2 separate regions of the Mus musculus genome follow, and region 2 is linked to region 1. A link is a contact called in public HiChIP or PLAC-seq data. All regions are on one chromosome and are shown on one strand. Each heading gives the region's core, a stretch centred on a gene start, on an enhancer-like site or on the middle of the called end of the contact. The rest is flanking DNA. Distances are from core to core; before and after follow the strand shown.

Region 1 (5,295 bases), core at 1,172-3,671:
ACTAGCTAGTTTAGCAAGAAGCACGCACCTGCACACCAGGCAGCTTCCCTTGATCCTGACAAAGCACCCAGCACTGGCTGGCTTTCCCTTGGGGAAACTGCTTGGCACTAGGATGAAAGGTGACTGTTGGTACCCGGCTCATCTTTGCCCACTTCTGCTTGATCTCTTCCAATTTAGCTTCACTGCTTCTCCCTACTGTATGTAGTGTCTTTCTGGCAGTTTCTCTACAGCGCCTACCACCACTTGCATGCAGGCTAAAGGGCAGCCTCTGTTGTGGCCACTTTGAATATCTGCTCTTGGTTACTTTCTTTTTGTTTTTCTTTTGCTTTGCTTTGCTTTGCTTTGCTTTGCTTTGCTTTGCTTTGCTTTGCTTTGCTTTGCTTTGCTTTGGTTTTGGGCTTTTTTTGTTTTTTTGTTTTTTTTTTGAACAGGGTCTATTTAGTCCTGGCTATCCTAGAACTTATGTAGACTAGGCTGGCCTCCAACTCACATAGGTTCCCCTGGCTCTGCCTTCTGAGTGCCTGGATTAAAGTCATATGTCACCACCCTTGGCCCAGCCTTTGTTTCTGACCACCCACCTGCTGGAACTCACCTCAGCCTAGTCATCTGTTTTTAATCCTGATCCCCTAGCTGCTCCCTTCCCCTCTTGTTTCTTCTGTAGCTCCTGTCACCTGCTGCTAGGTAAAACTCTTTGTTCTTAGTCCTTATTAAAGTATCCCACCATGTGCTAAACACTAGACCAGACAATTTGGATATATAAAAAAATAAATTAAAAATTAAAAATTAAATAAACAATAAAAATATAGTCTCTCAGAGATATTTTAGTTAAGTAAAAAAGTAGAGGAATTAAAATTAAGACAAACTCTCATAATCTTCTGGGAACCCCAAAGCCTCCATACTTTATTGTGTTTGGTTTTGTTTTTTTTTAATGTTTTTTTTTTGGGAGGGGGTTGAGACAAGGTTTCTCTGTGTAGCCCTGGCTGTCCTGGAGCTCACTCTATAGACCAGGGTGGCCTCGAACTCAGAAATCCACCTGCCTCTGCCTCCCAAGTGCTGGGATTAAATGTGTGTGCCACCACTGCCCGGCTGTATTATTATTATTAATATTTGTTTTAAATACAGTGACTGTATATAGCCATGGCTGTTCTGTGACTCAAGAGAGCCACTAGCCTGTTTTAAGTGATGGGATTAAAGGTGTATATGTGCCACCACACCCAACCTTTACATTTTTTCATACATGTACACAATATATTTTTACAATATTTAGCCCTAAACTTTTCCCAGATTCACCATATCTACCTCAACTTCGTGCCCTCTTTTTTTACTTTTTTAAGTAAAGCACCAAGTCCAGTTTGTGCTGCCCATGTACTCGTGGGTGTGGAACTGTCCCCCTGAGTGTGTTTGACCTTCCAGGGGCCATACCCTTAAAGAGAACTGACTCACTTTCCTCCAGCAGCCAGTAGCTGTCAAAAGCTCCTCAGATAGGGATGGGGCTCATGACTGCCTCTCCTGCCTGTGCTGGAATGTGGCCTGCTTGGTCTGGTATGGGTCTTATGCAGGCAAACACAGCTGCAGTGAATTCACAAATACAACAGGTCTGTCACATCCAGAAGACACTATTTTAAACCGTGTCACTCATCTGGCTTCTTCTATGCCTTTTTGGTGTTCAAGAGGTGTTCTGTTCAGATGGTATCTTTGGTAGCTGAAAGCGGTGATATGACTCCATGAGTCAGGGCCATGAGTATGGCCTGGCTGTGGCATATACCCAGTAAACCTGAGCAGACAAAATTGTCTGAGAACTAGTCAAGATTAGGTTTTCATTTATTTTAGAATAATTTTTAAGCTTTGACCTAGCCAAGGATGAGACAAGGGTGGTGTGTCCATGTCAAAAAATCATGCAGCATCCTGTGAATAGCTGAATTTGGAGAACTGTAGCCCAAGGTTATATAGATGATAGAGTGCTGAAGTTTAAGAAGCCCCAACCCTCTTAGCAATATCATTGTCAGGAGGCTTTTTCTTTCCCCAAGGTTCCTGATGTAGACAGAAACAGTTTACTATAACCCAGTTGCACTAAGACTTTAAGAATAATAATCCAGAGGTATCGTATTCATTGCTCTGAATCCCAAGCAGGCCAGTGGCAACATGAGAACCATTCCCAATGTCGATAGCAGCACTTAGCTTCTGAGGCTGTAGGGGTCAGGGAGTTGAGCCTCTGCCCTAAGGGACTCAGCTCAGTTCTCTGTGCTGCTGTTCCTGGAACTCCAAGAAGCACCAAGGGACAAGAACTCCCTTGGAATTATCAAGCCACATGGGCCAAGACTTCAATTTGGTTGTCATCTGAAGCTGATGCAATCCTCGAACTACTTTGAAGCACTCACAAATGGATAGAAGATCCATGTACTGTTCGTTGTTGGTTGATTGGTTGGTTGGGTTTTGTGGTTTTTTTACATCCTCAGAATGAAAGTTTCTCTCCTTGATTTGGCCTTGTGTGTGTGTGTGTTTCCCCCAAAGTGAACATTTCATTCTTTTACTCAAAAATACATTATCACAATTTGAGTGATTTGGGATTTCAAAACTCCTTTTTGCCCCATACTAATGAACATGGCAATTTATAGTTTAAAATATGAGGTAAACCGTTCTCCAGTCTTTTTGCTGAAAAACCAGATTTCTGTGGAGCAATGGGTCTCAGCCTGTGGGTCATGACCACTTTGGGGGATCAAATGACCTTTTCATGGGCATCACTTAAGACCATGGGAAAACACAGATATTTATGTTGTAAAATTAGTTATGAAGTAGCAACCAAAATGATTTTACAGTGGGGATGTCACTATAGCATGAGGAACTGTATTAACTGCTGCAGCATTGGAAAGCTTGAGAGCCAATACTTAAGAGAGTCGGTGTGGAGAGCGTGTGGAATAGCTCTCTCACTTGGTGTTGGAGGGGATGCTAGTTTGCAGACTGTTGATGGAGACATGAATTGGTGTAACTCCAGAAGGTAACTTGGGAATACTGTAAAAAAAAAAAAAGTATGAACCTGTATAACCCCTTTGTCTTAACCTTCTCTGCTGTAAGAATTCATCTCTTAGATACATTAGCATGTGAGAAAAAAATTGCATAAAGATCTGTAGCAGCAGAATTGTTTATAATGGGAAAGGGCTGAAAATAACCAAAATGCTCATAAATAATACAGTGGTTAAATTATAATAAAGCCTGATGTTGATTTTTTTGTAAATTTTCAGGAAGAGTAGTTCCTGATGTCTGAATACCAAAAGAGCTTGAAATTATGTTAACGAAAAAGCAAGACTTATAAAGCTATCTCTATAAGAAGAGACCAGGGCCAGTGAGATGGCTCACTGGATAAAGGTGTTCAGTGCACAAGCTGGATGAGCTGAGCTCAATCCCTGGAGCTCAAAGACAGACAAAAGGAGAGAAGCAACTCCACACCAACGCGGTGCGCGCACCACAGTGTGTGTACAATGGATGTGCACACTCCCTGCGCTATACACACAAGATAATCAATGAGAAATATTTTTAAAAGGCCAATTCTCTGTATTTAGGTTTATATATTCATAGACTAACCTTGGAAGGATTCATAAGAAGGCTAACTGGAAAACAAGATAGGAAAGGCCTTTTCCAATATCGAGTTTCCTTGGTAGTGAACTAAAGAGTTTAAGAAACTCTATATTTTATATATCATTAGAAAGATACTAAATGTCTCGCTTATTTCCCCTTAACCAGCTCACAGACCCAGAGCTGATTAAACAATGCATAGTTGAATGCACGGCCCGGATTGAGATTGGACTGCATTACCAGATCCCTTATCCACGCCCTGTGAGTATGAGCGCCGCCCCTGGGCAGTGCAGGTCTTTCTAAGGGTGTGTACCACGAGGGCTAACATTCACAGAGGAGCAAGAGCCATGGGAGGAAGCGTGCTGGAAGTACGTTATCCTGGCATGCCACTACCCGTCACAGTAAACCACTGTCTACACGGATATAATGCCTGGTCTCTTCTGGTGCAGCTTCCCGCAAGCTGGAAGGGGAAAGCAGCTCCTAGATATAAAGCTACTCTTTGGGCCTTCACCCATAGTTTTATAGAGATGCATTTATTTTCTTTAGTATAAAAGGAAAGCTTTTTAGATACGAAAAAAGTAAAGTTCAGATATTAAAAGATTACAGAAAGAAAAAAGTGAAAATTGTCAAAAATTCTCACCTTTTGGAAGAGACCAATGTAGTTTTAAAATGTCCAGTTTTCAACTCTTTGACTTACCTGGTAATATTAGTTGGTAATATTAGTTTTACACACACACACTTTTTTTTTTTTGGTTTTTTCGAGACAGGATTTCTCTGTATAGCCCTGGCTGTCCTGGAACTCGCTCTGTAGACCAGGCTGGGCTTGAACTCAGAAATCCGCCTGCCTCTGCCTCCTGAATGCTGGGATTAAAGGCATGGGCCACCACGCCCAGCTCACGCACATTCTTTTATACATGAGATTCTAGGTATATATTTTTTAACCTACTGATTTTATTTCATCTCTTCTGAGCATCTTTGTATACAGCTCTGCCTCAATCCTAAATGTTTGCATTGTATGATATTGTAAGAATGTGCACTCATTGTACAAGTCAGGGTTCCTCCAAGAAACAGAAGGAAGGAAGGAGATCAGAAGCTATAGATTGATGGATGGATGGATGCATGGATGGATAGAAACAGATCACACAGTTATGGAGGCTGAACACCCAGGACAAAGCTAGTGACATAATTCAGCCTGATCTGGAAGGCCTAAGAATCAAAGAGGCTGATGATAGAAATCTAGAGTGGAAGCAGAAAAAATGGGATGTCTCAACTCAAATAAGATGAGCAAGAAGCAAAAGAAGTGGATTCATCCTTTGCCTTTTTCTTTTCAAGCCCCACTAGTTTGGAGGATGGCCCTCCACATTGGGGAGGGCAATTTTTTGAATCTACCACTTCATCTTATCTCCAAGTACCCTCACACATACACCCAGAAATGATTCTTAGTGAAAGTCAATCAGATTTACTCATAAAATTAGCCATGAGAGCCATACTGTAAGCGAGCCATACTGTAAACATTTTCTACCTCAGTAAACATTTGAGTTGGCCCATTGTGCATTGAACATCTTCGCACCCAAGCACCTTTTCCCTTTTTCCTTCCTTGTGTGCCCATTTTGCTGAATGGATCTGTATTTCTTTTCCTGTGTCTAGGCACAGTGGAATAGATGGATGCAAGCTCTAAACCAGATCTGGCTTTAGATCCCTTTCTACCACTTCCTGTGTGACTTT
Region 2 (5,295 bases), core at 1,187-3,686, 77 kb before region 1:
CCCCTCTCTCCCCCTCCCCATTCCCCTCGCCCTCCCCTCCCCTCCTTCTCCCTCTCCCTCCCCCTCCCCCTGCCCCTCTTTCTCTCTGGAAACAAGGCTGGCCTCATACTCACAGAGATCCTCCTACCTTTGCCTCCCATCTATGCCTATATCTATGGTAACTTTTTAAAGGTTTATTTATTTTATTTTTTATGTGGGAATGTTTTTTCTGCAAGTATGTGTGTGTTCTGCATTTGTGTTTGGTGCCCTTGGAAGTCAGAAGAGGGCAACAGGTTCCCTGGAACTGGTTATAAATGGTTATAAACCACCATGTGAGTGCTGGGTACCAAACCTAGATCTTCTGCAAGAGCAAAAAGTGCTCTTCACCACTAAGCCATATTTCCAGACTTTTAATAACTCTGAACTTTAGACATTTGAAAAGGTAAGACATGCTTTGCCTTATGGTTTCAGTTCCTTTTCACAGCTACCTCTTTGTTCTGTTATTTGTCCTATAGATGAAGACCAAGTGGACACAAATGTCAACTGTCTATGCTGGGCCATTTAGCAAAGATTGTAACGTCGGGGCTCTGAAGAAGGTGTTTAGTAGCTTGGGCCCAGTACACTCAATCACTCTTGTTCTTGAAACTTACAGGGTAAGATGAGAAAATTAAGGGTTTTGACTTAGAAAAATCAGGTGGTTGTGGGGGCTGTGCAGCTAATAGTACAGTGAGCTTGAGAGTGCCCAGCTCTGTGTGACTCATAAATAATCAGGTTTTCTAGAGCTTATGTTTTTGTTTATTTATAATTTTTATTTTGTTTTGCTTAAAGAGAAATCTGCCATGTAGGCCAGAAGAAAATATGTCTACTGAAGCCAGTCGTGGTAGCACATGCCTTTAATCTCAGAACTCCAGGAGGCAAAACAACAAAATCCCTGCTATTTGAATGTAGCCTTTGTGCCTCCTGATTGTGACCTCACTACATTTCTAACCATTTTTTATTTTAGACAGAGGGGCTCATTGCACAGCCTATGTTGGTATAAAATATGCAATCCTCCTGAATAGTTGGAATTATAGGTGTACGCTACCACACACTCTACCCAACTTCAATTTTCTTTCTTTTTTCTTTTTTTTTAAAGAAAAAGTTATTTAGTATATTAAAGGTACTGTAGGCCTGCTTTTCTTATTTTATTTATTTATTTACTTATTTATTTTTTGGTTTTACGAGATAGGGTTTCTCTGTAGCCCTGGCTGTCCTGGAAGTCACTCAGTAGACCGGGCTGGCCTCGAACTCAGAAAGTTTCTCAGAACTCTGCCTCCCGAGTGCTGGGATTAAAGGTGTGTGCCACCACTGCCAGCACTTTTCTTATTCTAATTTCCCAGTCTCTTGGAGTAAATTTTGTATACTGTTTTTTTTTTTTTATTATTTATTTACTTTATATCCTGATCACAGCTTCCCTCTCCCTCTTCTCCCAGTCTCTCCTTCTCCCCCACCCCATGCTCTCTTCCCTTTCTCCTCAGAGAAGAGGTGGCCTCCTATAGATATCAGCTTGTCTTGGTGTATCAAGTTGTACTAGGACTAGGTGTATCTTCCTCTATTGAGGCTAGACAAGGCAGCCCAGTTAGGAGAAAGGGATCCAAAGGCAGGCAACAGAGTCAGAGAAGGCCCTGAGGAACTATGTCTATCCCATACATGTTCTCTGCTTAGTGGTTCAAGCTCAGTGAGTCCTTATGGGCCCAGGTTAGTTGATTCTGTAGGTTTTCCTGTGGTTTCTTGACCTCTCTGGCTCCTTTAATCCTTCCTCCCTCTCTTCCAAAGACTCCCCATGTTCTGCCCAATGCTTAGCTGTGGCTCTCTTCATCTCTTTCCATCAGCTGCTGGGTGAGGCCTCTCAGATGACAGTTACCCTAGATTCCTCTCTGCAAGTACAGCAGACTATCATTAACAGTGTCCGGGATTGGCTCTCTCCCATGGCATGGGTCTCAAGTTGGGCCAGTTATTGGTTGGTCATTCCATTGATCTCTGGCCAGTTATTGGTTGGCTGTTCCATTGATCTCTGCTCCCTGCACATATTATAGGCAGGAAAAATTACAGGTCAAAAGTTTTGTGGATAGGTTTGTGTTGCCATCCCTACTTTGGAAGTCTTGGAGATGACCTGTTCAGGGTCCATATCTCCTATTGCTAAGGAGTCTTAGCTGGGGTTACCCTCAGAGATTGCTGGGAGCTTCCGTTTTCCTAGCTTTCTAGCTTCTCTCAGAGGTGCCAATTCTCTCTCCCTCTTTCTTCTCAATACTTGATCCCTCCTGTTATCCTCCCTACCCCTTCTCGTACCCAGTTTTCTCCGTCAGTTGATCCCCAGTGTCTGTTTTATTTCCCCTTCTCAGTGAGATTCAAGCATCCGCCCTTGGGCCTCACTTGTTATTTAGCTTCTTTGGCTCTGTGGTTTGTAGCATGGTTTAGAAATGAGTACTTACTTTGAGTGAGTACATACTTTATCTTTCTATCTGGGTTACGTCACTCAGGAAGACCTCTTCTAGTTCTATTTCCCTGCAAATTTCATGATTTCATTGTTTTTAATAGCTGAGTAATATTTCATTGTGTAAATGTACCACATTTCTTTATTTTTTCTTTAGTTGAGGGATATCTATTGTTTCCAGTTTCTGGCTATTATGGTTAAAGCTACTATGAACACAGTTGAACAAGTGTCCTTGTGGTATGGTGGAGCATATTTTGAGTATATGCCTAGGAGTAGTGTAGCTGGGTCTTGAGGTAAAACTATTTCCTGTTTTCTAAGAAACCACCAAATTGATTTCCAGAGTGATTGTACAAGTTTGCTCTCCCACAAGCAATGGCTGAGTGTTCCTCTTGGTCTATTTCTTCACCAACATGAACTGTCACTTGAGTATTTGATCTTAGCCATACTGACAAGTGTAAGAATCTCAGAGTCCTTTTGATTTTCACTTCCTTGATATTGAACACTTCTTTAACTGTTTCCTAGCCATTAGAGTCCTCTGTAGAGAACTCTCTGTTTAGCTCTGTACCTCATTTTTTAACTGGATTATTTGGTTTGTTAATGTCTAATTCCTTGAGTTCTTTATATATTTGGATATCACCCTCTGTTAGATGTAGGGTTGGTGAAGATCTATTCCCATTCTGTAAGCTGCTCTTTGTCTTATGTCAGTGTCCTTTGCCTTGCAGAAGCTTTTCAGTTTCATGAGATCCCATTTTGGTGTTCTGTTCAGAAAAAATTTCCCCTATGCTCTTGCGCGCGCTCGACTGGCCAGGAAGAACGACGCTGCAACAGGATCCTTCTGCACACGTTTATTGGGAGAGCTTGATTGTAGAGGCGAAAAGACCTCGAGCCCAGAACTGGTGCTGCTTTTATAGGCCTAGGACAGGCGTTCTCTCTCATCTGATTGGTTAACTTGTCTCTCATCTGATTGGTTAACTTGTCTCTCATCTGATTGGTTAACTTGTCTCTCATCTGATTGGTTAACTTTTGTCAATTCTCAAAACCTCACCTTGGCAAAAGAACCTTTACTGGCTATGTATGTGTGGTGGCCAGCTGTAGCCAACTGCCACTCTGCAACTGCCACTCTGTAACTGCCACTCTGTAACTGCCACTCTAACTGCCACTCTGTAACGGCTTCCCACACTATGCCAATCCATTTCAGGCTCTTTTCCACTTTCTCTCCTATTAGATTTAGTATATCCGTTTTATCTTGAAGTCTTTGATCCACTTGGACTTTAATTTTGTGCAGAATGATAGATTTGGATCTATTTGCATTTTTCTACTTGCAGACCACCAGCTAGACGAGCAACATTTGTTGAAGATGCTTTCTTTTTTTTCCTGTTGTTTTGGCTTCTTTGTCAAAAATCAAGTGTCCATAGGTGTATGGGTTTATTTCTGGATCTTCGACTTGATTCCATTTATCAGCCTGTCTGGTTTTAATGCAGTTTTTATTACTACTAGTCTGTAGTACAATGTGAGATTAGGAATAGTGATACCTCCAGGAGTTCTTTTATTACATAGGATTGTGTTAGCTATCCTGGGGGGGGGGGTTGGTTTTTGTTTTTCCATATGAAGTTGAGTATTGTTCTTTCAAGGTCTGTACAGAATTATATTGGAATTTTGATGGGAATTGTGTTGCATCTGTAGATTGCTTTTGGAAGGATGGCCATTTTACTGTTAATCCTACCCACCTATGAGCATAAGAGATTTTTCTATGTTCTGATATCTTCTTCAGTTTCTTCAGAGACTTGAAGTTCTTGTCATACAGGTCTTTCACTTGCTTGCTTAGAGTTACACCAAGATATATTATTTGTTGCTATTATGAAGTATGGTGTTTTCCTAGTTTCATTTGCAGCCTGTTTATCTTTTGTATAAAGGAAGGCTACTAATTTTTTTTTAGTTAACTTTGTATCCAGACACTTTGCTGAAGGTGTGTATCAACTGTAGGGGTTCTCTGGTAGACTTTTTGGGATCACTTATGTATACTATCATATCATCTGTGAAAAGCAATACTTTGAGTACTTTCTTTCCAATTTGTATACACTCATTACTCTAGCTACAACTTCAAGTTCTATTGAATAGATACAGAGAGTGGGCAACCTTGTCTTGTTCCTTATTTTAGTAGAATTGCTTTAAGTTTCTCTCCACTAAATTTGATGTTGACTGTCAGGTTGTTTTATATTGCATTTATGATGTTTAGGTATAAACCCTGCATCCCTGATCTCTCCAAGACTTATTTTATCATGGAGGGGTACTAGATTTTGTCAAAGGCTTTCTCAACATCTAATGAACTGGTCATGTGGGGTTTTTCCCTGATGATTCATATGGTGGATTTCATTGATAGATTTTCATATGTTGAACCACCCTTGCATCCCTGGGATGAAGACTACTTGCTCATGGTGGATAATGTTTTTGATGTGTTCTTGGATTCTGTTTGCAAGTATTTTATTGACTATTTTTGCATCAATGTTCATAAGGGAAATTGGTCTGAAATTCTCTTTGTTGAGTCTTTATGTGACGGTGGCTTCATAGAATTAGTTTGGCAGTGTTTCTTCTGTTTCTATTTTGTGCTTTAGTTTGAGGAGTCTTTGAACATTTGGTAGAATTCTGCACTAAAGCATCTGGTCCTGGGCTTGCTTTTTTGAGGGGGTTGAAGGGAACTTTTAATGACAGCTTCTATTTTCTTAAGGGTTACAGGTCTACTTAAAATTGTTTACCTGATCTTGATCTTACTTTAGTAAGTGGTCTCTATCATGAAAATGTATTTTTATTTAGATTTTCCAATTTTATGGCATATAGATTTTTGA

What was found. HiChIP or PLAC-seq counts read pairs in DNA pulled down with a chosen protein or histone mark.
Region 2: a contact with region 1 is called in a BATF HiChIP or PLAC-seq map of CD8 T cells, with 14 read pairs. The contact joins two enhancer-like sites. A contact is called at or near these places in 1 of 15 datasets of contacts at CTCF or cohesin (CD8 T cells), 1 of 484 Hi-C or Micro-C datasets (Th2 cells), 2 of 115 datasets of contacts at active chromatin or transcription factors (CD8 T cells and embryonic stem cells) and 3 of 9 other capture datasets (adipose tissue, liver and pancreatic islet).

What each region holds. Positions count from the first base shown.
Region 1 is chr7:119,910,435-119,915,729 of GRCm38.p6, forward strand. Lyrm1 (LYR motif containing 1) reads left to right here. Exons shown (of 4, transcript NM_001285959.1): 3 at 3,739-3,831. Among named protein-coding and RNA genes, the nearest start is that of Lyrm1, 17 kb to the left of the region's middle. Within about 2 kb of position 2,422, at least 10 of the 459 cell types and tissues checked have an H3K27ac peak or open chromatin away from gene starts, as enhancers often do. A contact at or near this core is called in CD8 T cells and Th2 cells, where this site is marked.
Region 2 is chr7:119,833,770-119,839,064 of GRCm38.p6, forward strand. It overlaps Rexo5 (RNA exonuclease 5), which reads left to right. Exons shown (of 20, transcript NM_001370778.1): 15 at 495-632. Among named protein-coding and RNA genes, the nearest start is that of Rexo5, 42 kb to the left of the region's middle. Within about 2 kb of position 2,437, at least 52 of the 459 cell types and tissues checked have an H3K27ac peak or open chromatin away from gene starts, as enhancers often do. A contact at or near this core is called in CD8 T cells and Th2 cells, where this site is marked.